2 separate regions of the Pan troglodytes genome follow, and region 1 is linked to region 2. Evidence: chromatin contacts called from public Hi-C data. All regions are on one chromosome and are shown on one strand. Each heading gives the region's core, a stretch centred on a gene start, on an enhancer-like site or on the middle of the called end of the contact. The rest is flanking DNA. Distances are from core to core; before and after follow the strand shown. Region 1 has its middle 16 kb from the start of BCL2L14. Region 2 holds the start of ETV6 (ETS variant transcription factor 6).

Region 1 (7,495 bases), core at 1,448-3,947, 380 kb after region 2:
GACCAGCCTGGGCAACATGGTGAAGGCCCATCTCTACAAAACTACAAAAATTAGCCAGGAGTGGTGGTGCACGCCTGTGGTCCCAGCTACTAAGGAGGCTGAGGTGGGAGGATCTCTTCAGTCTAGGAAGTCGAGGCTGCAGTGAGCCATGATTGCACCACTGCACTCCAGCCTGGGCAAGAGTGAGACCCTGTCTCCAATAAAAAAAAACAAAACAAAAAAGAGAACCTGTGCATTTTAACATTATCTCCAACTATGGAATTCATTCAATCACCAAGTTTTATTAACCATCAAGCAGGGAGGGAAGATATGAACACAAATACAGTCAGGGCTTTACGACAGGGATACATCTGGGAAATGCATCATTAGGCAGTTTTGTTGTGTGAACATGATAGAGTGCACTCACAGAATCCTAGATGGTACAGCCTACAGCCTACAACACAAACAGGCTACGGTGTATAGCCCATTGCTCCTAGGCTACAAACCTGTACAGCAAGTAACTGTACTGAATATCATAGCCACTTGCAACACAATGGTATTTGTGTATCTAAACAAACCTCACGTGAAAAAGGTACAGTATAAATACAGTATAAAAGATTAAAAATGGGCTGGGCGCGGTGGCTCACGCCTGTAATCCCAGCACTTTGGGAGGCCAAGGTGGGCGGATCACGAGGTCAGGAGATCGAGACCATCCTGGCTAACACAGTGAAACCCTGTCTCTACTAAAAATACAAAAAATTAGCCGGGCATGGTGGCAGGCGCCTGTAGTCCCAGCTACTCGAGAGGCTAAGGCAGGAGAATGGCATGAACCCGGGAGGCGGAGCTTGCAGTGAGCCAAGACTGGGCCGCTGTACTCCAGCCTGGGCGACAAAGCGAGACTCCGTCTCAAAAAAAAAAAAAAAAAAAGATTTAAAATGGTACACCTGTATAGGGCACTTACCAAAATGGCTGTTGCAGAACTCGAAGTTATTCTCGGTGAGTCAGTGAGTGAGTGGTGAGTGAATGTGAAGGACTGGGATATTATTGTCCACTACTGTAGACTTTATAAACACAGTACACTTAGGCTACACTGTTTATTTTTAAAATAAAGTAATTGAGCTACAACATGACAATGGCTACAGCGTCACTAGGTGATAGGAATTTTTCAGCCCCATTATAATCTTATGGGACCACCTTCATACACAGTCGGTTTTTGACTGAAACATCATTACATTCAGCACGTGAATGTAATTGCAATGAAGTGAAAGATAAAGGTTATAGTTCTAGTGTATCCACAGTGCTTTAGGAGATGAACTGTTAGGGAAAGCCAGAAAAATCTCCACCATGGAAAAAATATTTGGCCTGGGTCTTGAAGGATAAATAGGAAGTCAGTACTCAGAGACAGGTGCCAGTGTTTTTCAGCCTGAGGCAGGGAGGTATGAGAGACAGCTGGAAGGGTTTGAGAATGGGAGGTGAGAACTTACACTTACTGGGGACTAGATATAAGAATGCAGTAAAACGTCGACCTAGCACTGTGATTTTTCGACCTGGGCTACACATCAGAAACACCTAGGGAGCTTTTAAATCTTCCAGGGCCCAAACCACATTCCGAACCAATTAAATCAGGACGTCTGGGGCTAGAAGCCAGTCATCAGCATGTTTTTTTAAGCTCCCAAAGTGATTCCAATGTGCTGCCAAGTCTCAGAACCACTAGTCTAGAAAGGAGGGATAAGGATTTTCAGCAGCCCCACAGAACCGGCCCTCCTGGTGACCCTGCAATCCTGGCACACACACCCCATCCCGCCTGGGAGAAAGACCGGCCACACCACAGTCATCGGCTGTTTCCTGCTGCTCCTTTCCTCCCACCAGCATTTTACTCTGAAATAGTGGTTCTCAAAGTGTGGTCTCCAGACTGTAGCATCAGCCTCAGGGGGAAATTGTTAAAAATGCAAATTTCCCAGCCGCACCCTGGACGCATTCACCCAAAAACTCTGGGAGTGGAGCCCAGCAACGGAGCCATGCTAAGGTTGGTGAGCCGCCGCTCTGGAACATTGATCCCTCCCAAACGGCAGCAAAGCAAGCACCTGGGTGTAGCTCTGGCTGTGTAGGTGCTACTACAATCTGCTGGAGTCACTGCTTGTCGGCAGAGATGCCGTGGGAGCTGGCCTGGGTGCCTCCACGTTGGCCGTCACCACCAGGCAGTGGCCTTTGGCCTGGAATCGAAGGTACCAGAGGGCTGATAGCTCAGTTTTTTGATGGTACCAAGAAAAGACTTTCAGATTGGAGGTATGGGATTTTCTTTATTTTTTAATCCTCTTTTAATATAAAGTGGCCCCTTAGCAAACTTTCAAGATATTTCACATCAGAACTGGCCGGGAAATCCGGCATGTGGACAGACACGGATATGCCGTGTGCATTTTTCCGTTGGAGGAAGAGGGTAGGCTTGGGTGCCGGAGGGTGTTGCCTGGGGGCGGAGCGAGAAGGAAGAAAGGGCGCTGCTGGTTCACACCTCACCCATCCCCTCCTCCCAGGCCCCAACCAGGATGGAATTAAAAGACCCTGGGAGGAAAATAAGGAAAGCAACAAAGGAAATGAGTTCCCCATACAGAAAGGGAAATTGCCTTTCCCCTTAAGGTCAGACTGGTCCGAAGTAAAGGACTGGTGCGCCTTAGCAACCGCCTCTGCTGAAGCCCTAACGCTGGAGCTCTTTCGCCCTCGCAGAATAACCGGGACTTTCTTGCAGCCGGAACCAGCCACGTCCTGATTCCACACTCCCTTGAGGAGCCAGCCAGCTCCAAATTTACTCAAAGAATCCGAAGGGCACCAAGTGGATTCTCTGCCACACGATTGAAGAGGGCAAGCTGTCTGGGGGGTTTTCCACCTCTTTTCAACTCAACTATTCTGAGCTGAAGTACTGGACCCGTTTTGTTTTTCCTGTTTTTTCCTGCTTCGGTAAATCTGGAAAAATCCTGCAGGTCTGAAAAACTGTTGGACTTGACAGCGTGTGTGTAGCGCCACCTGGTGACCAAAGCTTATCAAAACAGCTTCCTTCTGGGGCTCTTGTGGATGTACATCAAAGGCTCCAGCTTCCAGACAGGTACACATCCTGTTCTCACGCCCGGCCCACTTTCCCGTGGGAATGTCAGCCACTCTGATTTGCCTTGGCTGAAAACCTCCTGTCTTTGCATGGAAAAAAACACAAATAATATGAACAAGCAACAGAGTTTTCTTTCTCTCTTAAGTAACCAAGCATTTAAAATCTTCTAGAGCACACATTTCCCTAATTGAGAAAGGAAGCAGAAGAAAAATTTCTGGCTGAACTTATAAATCATAATAAATGGTCGGAAATACCTTCTCCCTTACCAAGATTCCTGGGGTCCTAGTGTAGAGGAGACTTCAGTCGCCCTTGACACTACAACATCCTGACTAAAAGCCTGTTTCCAAGGTGATATTTGATAGACATGAAGGACCCAGGTGGAAAAGAAGGTAGTCTGGACGGCACGGCAAGGAGTGGAACACGCAGGCTATGAGGTGTCAGCAGAAATCACTTCTGGTCCTGGCACTGCTACCAACTTGCTGTGTGACCTTGGGAAGTTACTTAAACTTTGTGGATCTCAATGCCCCAGACTCGTTAACTTCTTTACTATTTTTTCCCATAAATTCAGTGTTTCTGAAAGATGTTGCCCACCAGAATGCATCTCTAAAATAGGAGCTTAATAAGCTTTCTGTCTTGAGGAATCAGACGTATAAATGTCAGGCAGGCCTTCTGATGATCATGATGCAACCAGAGTTACCACAGTGAGTCCGTATCACAGACAAAGGCGAAGACACTTGATCCCTTCTTAACCTGGTCTCCCACCCATTAATGATTTTTGTTAGGATTTCAGCATGTTGAAACTAACCCACAGACCCTAATTACAACTTTCTCAGGGCCTGAGAGCTGGGGAATCCGAGTTTGGGAACCAACAAACTAGAAAATCTTGAGGGTAACTCTGGCTCTCATGAACTAAAACAGAGCAAAGATGGAAGCCTGTGGTATGTGCGTGCAGGTAGAATCTCGATTTGAGAAATGGCGTTACAAGGAATTAACACTTCAGAAATGCCAGCTCTGTGCCAGGATTTTTTTATTTTATTTTATTATGTATATTTGTCATGGACAACATGTTTTGGAATATGTATACATTGTGGAATGGTTAAATAAAGCTAATTACATATGCATGTGCTCACAAAGTTATCATTTTAGGGGTGACTTAAAATCTCTCAGTGATTTTCAAAAATATATGTTATTAATCATAGTTGCAATGTTGTACAATAGATCTCTTGAACATATATTCCTCTTGTCTAACTGAAATTTTATGTTCTTTGACCATCTCCCCAACTGCCCCCCAACAAGCCTGAAAGCCCTGGTAACCCCTATTCTACTCTCTACTTCTTTGAGTTCAACTTTTTAAGAGTCCACATATGAGATCACGCAGTATTTGTCTTTCTGTGCCTGACTTATTTCACTCAGCACAATGTCCTTTGGGTTCATCTATGTCACAAGCAACAGGATGTCCTCCTTTTTAAAAGACTGAATAGTATTCCATGGTGTGTTTTCTTTATCCATCCATCCGTTGATGAACACTTAAACACTTAGTTGGTTTCAAATCTTGGCTATTGTGAATAGTGCTGCAATGAACATGGCAGTACAGATACCTCTTCAACATACCAATTTTATTTCCTTTGGATATATATACCCAGGTGTGGGATTGCTAGATCATATGGTAGTACTATTTTTAATTTTTTTAAGGAACCTCCATACTGTTTTCTGCAATGGCTGTGTTAATTTACATTCCCACCAGCAGTGCACAAGGCTTCCCTGTTCTCCACAACCTCGCTAGCATTTGTTGTCTTTCATCTTTTTGATAACAGCATTCCAACAGGTATGAGGTGATATCTCATTGTGGTTTTAACATGTATTTCTCTGATAATTAGTGCAGAAGTTTTAGATACAGAATCACAGTTAGTCCTGACAATAATCTCTAAAATACCCATGCAGATGGGGAAAGAGCTGCAGAGAAGTTAAAGAAATTGTCTGCACCTTACAGCTGAGACCAGAACCAGGTCTGTATAATTTCAGAGCACATAATCTTTCAAAGTAACCTAACAAAATCACAGCAATTTTTAGGTTCACAGAGAACAGGCCAAAAAAACAAACAAACAAAAAGAAAGAAATTATAGTAATTTCCAGGTATGAACCAGTAATCCAAACTAAACATATTTTGTTGAATGAATATCCTGGATTCTACTATGTTTCTCCAAGTCCCCACTGTCTTAAAACATAGCATTTGGGGTTTAGTAGTTATTGATAAACCTTTTGCATATCTATGCACTGTTAGTTCTTTACACTACACATTATTTTATTGTAGTAAAGCCAATTTTCTGACATTTATCTGAAAGCAAACTGTGAAGTACTTCCATTCTACTTCCTGGTGATTTTTAGTGACCTGGTGCCATTTCAACGTATGTGTCCTCCAAAATTCATATGTTGAAACTTAAACCCCAAAGCAATGGTATTAGAAGGTGGGGCATTTGGAAGGTGATTAGGTCATGAGGCCGCCACCCTCATGTGAATGGGTTTAGTGCCTTTATAAAAGGGCTGGAAGGAACTAGCTAGGCCCATTGCCCTTCCATCTCTTCTGCCACATGAGGGCGCAGTATTTATCCCTTCTGCTCTTCCACCTTTTCCACCATGTGAGAACACCAGAGAAAATACCAATCTGTGGCCAGGCGTGGTGGCTCACGCCTGTAATCCCAGCACTTTGGGAGGCTGAGATGGGCGGATCACTAGGTCAGGAGATCGAGACCATCCTGGTCAACATGGTGAAACCCCATCTCTACTAAAAATGCAAAAATTAGCTGGGCATGGTAGTGCGCTCCTGTAGTCCCAGCTACTCAGGAGGCTGAGGCAGGAGAATCGCTTGAACCCGGGAGGCGGAGGTTGCAGTGAGCCGAGATTGCACCACTGCACTCCAGTCTGGCAACAGAGCGAGACTCTATCTCAAAAAAAAAGCAAGCAAGAAAATACCATCTGTGGGACAGGCCTTCACTAGACACCAAATCTGCTGACACTGTGATCTGGGACTTCCCAGCCTCCAGAACTGTTAGAAATAAATCTCAACTGCTTATGAATTACCCAGTCTGTGGTGTTTTGCTATAGCAGCAGGAACAGACTAAGACATTCAGGGTAATGTGTCATTTCAAGACATGAAAGCTCAGTTCTGTAATATTTTCTTCTCTTATTCCTTTGATAATTTTCTTCTACCCATCATCTGTTTTCTCTTTCTGAAACTTCTACTAGTTAAATATTAAACAACTCTGGTTTCTTAACCTTTCTTGTCTATATTATGATTCAACTAGGATCAAAAAAAATCTAATTAAACAGTAGCTTAAACAAATTAGGGGTTTTTTTTTGTTTTTGTTTTTGTTTTCACACAAGAAGTCAAGAAGTCATTGGACCAGTGTTATTTCAGAGGCTCAGGAATGTCAGGGCAAAAATATCTGGAACTCTCTTGGTTTCTTACCCATGGCTACAAGATAGCTGCTGCGGCTCCATCCATCCCATCCACATTCAAGGCAGAAATGAGCAGCAGAAGGAAGCAGAAAGGTTTGTATTTGTATCAGAAGAATAAAGCCTTTCCAGAAATTTTCTACAGACTTAAACTTATGACTCTTTGACCAGAAATGTATCAAAAGGCAAATTTAATTACAGGAAAGTCTAAGAAAGGAAGTTTTAGTGTCCCACCATGAAAGTGCAGGAAGACAAGAGAAAGGAGGGTTGTAATGAAGGAATGAGACAATCCAGTGCCCTATTTTCTTTTTTCTTTTTTTTTCTTCTCTGAGACAGAGTCTTGCTCTGTCCCTCAGGCTGGAGTGCAATGGTGCCATCTCAGCTTACTTTAACCTTCGCCTCCCAGGTTCAAGCGATTCTCCTGCCTCAGCTTCCCGAGTAGCTGGGATTACAGGTGCCCACCACCACGCCAAACTAATTTTTTTGTATTTTTAGTAGAGACAGGGTTTCGCCATGTTGGTCAGGCTGGTCTTTAACTCCTGACCTCATGTGATCCACCTGCCTCGGCCTCCCAAAGTGCTGGGATTACAGGTGTAAGCCACTGCACTGGGCCAGTGTCCTATTTTTGTCCTTTTTTTTTTTTTTTTTTTTTACTTCATGCAAGAATTCCTCAATTTTATCTTCTAAACTTTCTGTTGATTTTTTTTTGTTTCTGCCCTAATTATTTTAATTTCTAAGAGTGCTTTCTTCTGATATTTTTTGTTGTGTTGTTTTAATAGCTTCCCATCTTGTTTCATAGCTGTAATACCTTCTCATTTCTCTAAAGATATTTATAACTTCTCTTTAAGTCCATTTTGTTTTTTGCCTTTTCCTCATAATATTTTCTTTTTCTTCAAAATTGATAGCTCTCCCCACACATAGACATTTTGGCCTCTGTCTTCTATTTGGGTAGCGTCCCTCAAAAGT
Region 2 (6,563 bases), core at 852-3,351:
ATATATTTTCTTATTTAATAAGATAATCTTATGAGCTAGGTACTATTTCTCCCCATTTTACGGAAGCTTAGTGACTGTGTTGTCAGGGATCACATTGCTAAGTGATGTGGAAGACATAACCTAGCAATGGGACATCTGAACCAATGTCTGCAACATCAATTAGGAAAAGCAAAAGAGGCCGGGCGCGGTGGCTCACGCCTGTAATCCCAGCACTTTGGGAGGCTGAGGCGGGTGGATCACGAGGTCAGGAGATTGAGACCACGGTGAAACCCCGTCTCTACTAAAAATACAAAAAAAAATTAGCCGGGCGCGGTGGCAGGCGCCTGTAGTCCCAGCTACTCGGGAGGCTGAAGCAGGAGAATGACGTGAACCCGGGAGGCGGAGCTTCCAGTGAGCCGACATCGTACCAGTGCACTCCAGCCTGGGCGACAGAGCAAGACTCCGTCTTAAAAAAAAAAAAAAAAAGCAAAAGAATACAGAAAATTGTTAAAGGGGAGAAGGGGGTGGTCAAAGGCAGAGGAGTCGGTGTGGACAAGACAGAGATCTCTTGGAGAGAGGGCAGGACTACCAGTTGACAAAACCTGTTCAGGTTCCTGGAGGCTCACAACCACCAGTTCCCATCATCCCAGCAACAGCACTCTTTCCCACCCTAGCCTCGTTCGTAATGATCTGATCAATGTGTGAACAAAAATATTGTGTGTACAAGTCTCAACACATTTGATAATGTGAAGAGGTGAAGGAAAGTGGGTAGGAAAAATCTGTAGGGTGGGGAGACTCGGGGAAATGTGTCCTGGTCCAGTGCAGGTAACATATATGGGTATATATGCGTATATACATATTTATACCATATTTAATATATTACTCTATTAAGAAATTATAACAAATTTCCTTTTACATTACACATCCACATATTAAACCCCCAATATGTGCTAACAAGGTTAGAATTTAAGTATAATGATAATGTTCTCAGTTTTTTGTGGTGGACACTTTAAGAGAGTGTAAATAATAATAAAAATAATAGAGTGATCAGATCACTTGTGCTCAGGGCTAGACCCTTCAGCCCCAACGGCCTTAACCCCCCTCAACTGCTTTTCCAACCAAATATTCCTCCCCCTGCAGGATCCCAGGGCCATCTAATCAACCGGCCAATGACGGTTTCAGAGAAGCGGTCCTGGGGAGGGGTATTATCTGCAGGAACACGTCCTGCCAACTTTGTAGTCGAGTCACCTATTTCGGTTGGTAGCGGCCGCTATTTCTTTAAAAGGGCAGTGGATTTCGAAACAGGAGGGGGAGGTCAGGAAAAGGAACTCAGCTGCCTTTGATAACTGCCCTGCAGCCTTCCCTTCCCGGAGCGCGTGCTCGGCTCGGGAAGCGCCCGCGGCCGCCGCATCCCCGAGCGGGCGCGTGGCGCCACCTCTTTCCGGGGCGCCCACCTTCCCCGGGAATCCCCCCGCCCGACGGTCCCCCAGCGTCTGCGGCGCGGCCGCCCCGGCTTTGTCTCCGGCGTCGCGCTCGGGCGCCCGCTCTCCCCACATTTCCCCGTGTGCAGGCTGTAACCCGATCTCCCATTTCCTGGTGGATTCTCTTAAAGAGGCAGCGGTCGAGAAGCAGAACAAAGGCTATTGTTTTATTTCCTCCTTCGGATTCCGCGTCCTAACCGGAATGGCCCTTCATAGATAATTACTTTCGTTGCATCTGCGCTTAGTGAAACGTTTCAAAACCCTTGTGCACATCGATGTATCCAAGAGTCGGAGCCAGGGGAGGTGGGAGGAGTTTAATAAAACCTGTTTTGTGGTGTCTGGGGCCACAGTGTAACGTTTTTTAAAGGTGTCTTCCTTAAGCCCGGAAATTGGCTCGGCCAGCGGGAGGTCTCGCGGCGTGGAGGGCGGGCGCCCGCACCGGGGGCCGGCCTGGGGGGCTGCGCCGCTCGCCCCGCTCGCCGCCGCGGCCCCACGCGGCCCCGCTACCCGGGTTTCCTCCGCCCGCGCCCCCGCGGCCGCCCCTCCCCCGCGCAGCTTTTATTTCCCTGATGCCGGGCTGTAACCCGAGCTTTTATTTCCTGGTGGCTCCTTTAAGAGGCAGAGCTCAGTGCTGGGAATTCACGTCAGTTTCTGCACTGAAACTCTCAAGATCAATGAGCAAAGCGCTTTCTCAGTTCTGCCTTTCAGTTTCTCTCTTCCAGGAAGGAAAACATTCGAGAGAGCGAGGGAGAGCCGCGGGAGGGCGGGGGGCGGGGGCGCCGGCTGCGGGTGGGAGGAGAGACCGGGAGGCCGGCCGGGCTGCGTCCCGGGTCCCCGCGCCGCGACCTGCAGACCCCGCCGCCGCGCTCGGGCCCGGCTCCCACGCCCCCGCCGCCCCGCGCGCCCAACTCCGCCGGCCGCCCCGCCCCGCGCGCTCCAGACCCCCGGGGCGGCTGCCGGGAGAGATGCTGGAAGAAACTTCTTAAATGACCGCGTCTGGCTGGCCGTGGAGCCTTTCTGGGTTGGGGAGAGGAAAGGAAAGTGGAAAAAACCTGAGAACTTCCTGATCTCTCTCGCTGTGAGACATGTCTGAGACTCCTGCTCAGTGTAGCATTAAGGTAAAAATCTTCTCCCCTCCTTCTACGTGGTGGAAACCCTGAGCTGCACCGGCCAGGGCAGTCGTGCTGGGCTCCTCAGAGCGGGCTGTTGCAGTTGCTCTGTTCGCAGGAAATTATTTGGGGCGCGAGGGAAGGAGATGCAGCTCGCGGCGGCTGCTGTACCCTTTAGGGTAACCTTGCTACTCCCCCCTCGCCGAGCCCCTGCCGGCTCCTCGGCCCCCACCCCCTTGCTTTTTGACAATGAAATGCCGGTCACAATTGGTCAGAGCAACCCGGATTGTCTCCAGAACCGTAAAACACCCCCGTAATTAGTGCGCTTAAAAAAAAAAAAAAAAAAAAAAAAAAAAAAACCTGCTCCCTATTCCTACACCCAACATGTGACTGAAATATAACTTTTGTTCCCGAGGGGTGGTCGTCTTAGAAAAAAAGTTCTTCAGTTTCCACTGCGATAGAATCTTTTTATTCTTTTAAAGGACTCTCTGGGTCTGATCAGACAGGATTTTTTTCCCCCTCGTCTGATTGTAATTGCAAGCGCTGTCGGAGAGACAGTCCTGGTGTCAGCTTTTCCTAGGCATTGCACAATGAATTTTTTTTTAAAACCAAGGTGAATAAAGTTGCTGAATAGTTATTTTACTCCGATCCATATGAAAGTTGAGCAATCCCAAAGTAGAAAACTCCTGTGATGGAGGGAGAGGAAGAACTAAGCAACCAGGCAAAATGACCTTCTGTGTTTGACAGTGCAGAGAGGCTATCTAAGCAGCACTCTGTAAATGCAGGGCGGTAGATGTTTGTAAACACACTGCTGGGCTACCCAGTAGTTGTGTGTATGCATGTCTATATATCTGTAAAGACTGTGGTGCTGCGGTTTGTTGCTTCTAAAAAGTTGTTGTAAAGTTTGCCACCATTGGGAGGCAGGATGATTTATCCATCTACCCGTGTTATTTTTCCCATCGCTGCATTTATTGTACACTTTATTCATTTCGCTGTTCCACCAGTACCCAGGTAGAAAGCCTTCCGCTCTTGTGAGAGGCTGAAGCTGCTGAAGTTTGTTTTTGGTTTGGCCTATTTAATGTGTGTTCACTGAATGGACACTACAGCAACAATGAACAAATAACCTGTTTTCTTCGTCTGTGGGGAGTTAGAAAAACCCTTCCTGGTTTAACACTGCCTTTCAATTAGAGTCTGTGTAGGGGAAACGCAGTAGTTCATCATACGTGCTTACTAGGTTTTTTATAATTAGAATCACATTTTGGTGTTTGTTATCAGAAAAGATATTCATGGGTTTGAGGTTAGGCTAATGTGAAATCAAAAGGTGGATTGGGCTTCTTTGTTTTTGCCTCACAAAAATGCCTAATGGAACTTTTAGGCTTTTGTGTTTGTATATAACTGGAGGTAGCAGTATGTCTGTGGGCATGGGGCGTGCCACACTAAAGAACTTAGGGTACTTTGATATTAATACTTCAAAACCAGTTTCTTTTGCGGTATAAATTAGATTCTACACAGAGTTCAGGAAAATCCTGCGGTATAGATAATCTAATTTATTTGACGCTTCATAACATAGAGGTAACTAAATAGTAGGATATTCAATAAATAAATTGTATTTGGCTCAGTGGCAATAAACCCGACATCAGGAAAATCTGGACCAACTACAGATCAGTAACTTTAGGGCAAAAACAACCAAAAACAATGCTTTCTGTGACGTTTCTTGATCCTCTTCTATACTGCATCCCCACCGTTCTGATGGGCTTATGGTGGTGTGCTGGCTGCAGACTGCTACTGAGTGGTTTGTTTCATTGTGCTCCAGTCGGAAAAAGAGTACAACAGTCCCTTGCCTTACTCACATACAGAACCAATCCCAAGCAAAACGCGTTCTTAAATGCAACATGAAAATTGTCTGTAATTTGCATATCATTTTTTTCCTTATTGCTTACAACTCAGTTCTTTCAGGGTGCCTCTTTTCATTACTGTGTACTTCTATGTAATTAAAATAGATTTAATGTTCTTTACCAGAAAGGAAAGAATCACTTTTATTTTGGATTGTTCTTTATGGAACCATTATGTATTTGCTTAGACTGCATGTGTCTAGGTGAACGTATGTGAAGAGTATCTTTCCATGGAGTTTGTTTAATTCAATGTTCCAATAATAAGCACTAGAGATCAAGGACTGGGATTATTCCAGGTCATCTGAAATGTTCTGGTGATGTGTGCTGCGTTTCATTTAGTCCTTGGGATGTGGTACGGTGACTGCATAATAAAAAATGTTTGCTGGTAACCCACAAGCAAGTTGCTTGCTTCTAGAGTCCAGTAAACAATATGCTTTTCTGTGTAGTGAAGAACGAATGTCGGAGGTTTTCAAGGATGAGCTGATGAACCTGATATACCGAACTCCTGTGACACAAAAGGCTCTCACTGTGGAGAGGTTTTTCCCAGTCCTCCTCTCCACTCCTGAAACCGTCCTCACTTGCTTTCATTCCTTACAAGTAGCGGGTCAGCAGGCAGACAGTTCCTCAGCGGCTGGTGAGATGCAGCCACAGAGGGAAGTACTTTGTTTATTTCTGAGCAGTGCCTGCTCTGCTAGAAAAGAGTAGTGTCCGATTTGGGTGGAGTTTCCAAGGTGAAAGTTTCTGAATTGGTCAATCAGTGACGCCTTTGTAAAGATGGTTCATGTGGCCGCTCGCAATGAATGCCTGATAAGGGCTTTTCTGTTTCTTTTGCACTGTATAAGTTTGCTCCCATCACCTGGGGAAGTTAATATCAGACACACACTTTTTACGGTAGAAGAGAGGTTGACTACTCCAAGGGCACTGAAACTCTCACTGAGCCTTATTGTTTCTCTACACGCGACTTGCAGAAAGCAGGAGTGCTCCAGCACTCCTGGGGGGGTCTGTCCCACAACCCTTGAAGGTTGTGGCACTGTTGTCATGGAAGTTCAAATGCTTCATTCCTGACCATTTGGGGTCGTTTAAATGGAAGGAAAGGATCAACTCTCTATAAAAAGTCAAATTATTTTAAAGAGGATTGCATGGCTGACTGTGCTGGTCACAGGAAGAAGGAAGAGGCTGTCTTTTCCATCATCAGCCTTCACCTTCAAGTCACCTCTTCAGTTCTAAGTTTGACCAAGTTGCAGCGGAAGGTGGTTGTGGCCTAGCAGACACGGTCCCTTGTCAGGCTTGGCACAGCTTGTTAGTGGGCCAGGACTAACCAGAATCCAAAAACGAGTCACACAGTGTCTCTAGTCCCCTCCTTCCCTCCTGTCCTTATCAGTCAGCTTTCATAGCAGAAGGAAATCTGGTTTTTAAAATTTTGCTACTAACTGGGAGACTCTTTCGAGCTCCCCTTCTGGACTCTGGGCTCCTTGGGCTTAGTGATGATTATCTTGGTGTCCTAGTAGTTAGCTTGGCAGCTGGCATAGAAATATTTCTCAGTAATGTTTGCTGATGTGAATGAAGTGAGAGGTGGGAGGAGGCCAGCCCCCTTTCCTCTTTCTGTCTGCGTGTAACCTCAGGGTGACGTAACACTTTCATCCACTGGCTTGCTTGCAGAAAGCACTCAATAGGGCCCACTACAGCCGTAAAGAGGGCTAGAGCACTCCTGGGGGGTCTGTCCTCAAATTCTTATTAATAGAATTTTGATACAATAATGTTTTATAATTTTTTTTTGGAGACAGAGTCTCGCTCTGTCGCCAGACCGGAATTCAGTGGTGCGATCTTGGCTCACTGCAACCTCTACCTCCTGGGTTCAAGCAGTTCTCCTGCCTCAGCCTCCCAAGTAGTTGGGATTACAGGCGCCCGCCACCATGCCCGGCTAATTTTTGTGCTTTTGGTAGAGATGGGGGTTTCACCATGTTGGCCAGGCTGGTCTTGAACTCCTGACCTCAAGTGATCTGCCCGCCTCAGCCTCCCAGAGTGCTGAGATTACAGGTGTGAGCCACTGCGTCCAGCGTAATGTTTTATTATTTTGATAAAATTCTCAAAAACTGCTTTTG

What was found. A called contact is a pair of places that touch in the nucleus more often than the background predicts.
Region 1: a Hi-C map of stem cell-derived neural progenitor cells shows a contact between it and region 2, with 5 times the contacts expected there. The contact joins the enhancer-like site here to the promoter of ETV6 in region 2. A contact is called at or near these places in 1 of 7 Hi-C or Micro-C datasets (stem cell-derived neural progenitor cells) and 1 of 1 datasets of contacts at active chromatin or transcription factors (stem cell-derived excitatory neurons).

The regions. Positions count from the first base shown.
Region 1 is chr10:19,179,959-19,187,453 of NHGRI_mPanTro3-v2.0_pri, forward strand. No RefSeq gene overlaps it. Among named protein-coding and RNA genes, the nearest start is that of BCL2L14, 16 kb to the right of the region's middle. Within about 2 kb of position 2,698, at least 12 of the 24 cell types and tissues checked have an H3K27ac peak or open chromatin away from gene starts, as enhancers often do. A contact at or near this core is called in stem cell-derived neural progenitor cells, where this site is marked.
Region 2 is chr10:18,798,398-18,804,960 of NHGRI_mPanTro3-v2.0_pri, forward strand. It overlaps ETV6 (ETS variant transcription factor 6), which reads left to right and starts at 2,102. Exons shown (of 6, transcript XM_054664080.2): 1 at 2,102-2,578. The coding sequence starts at 2,546.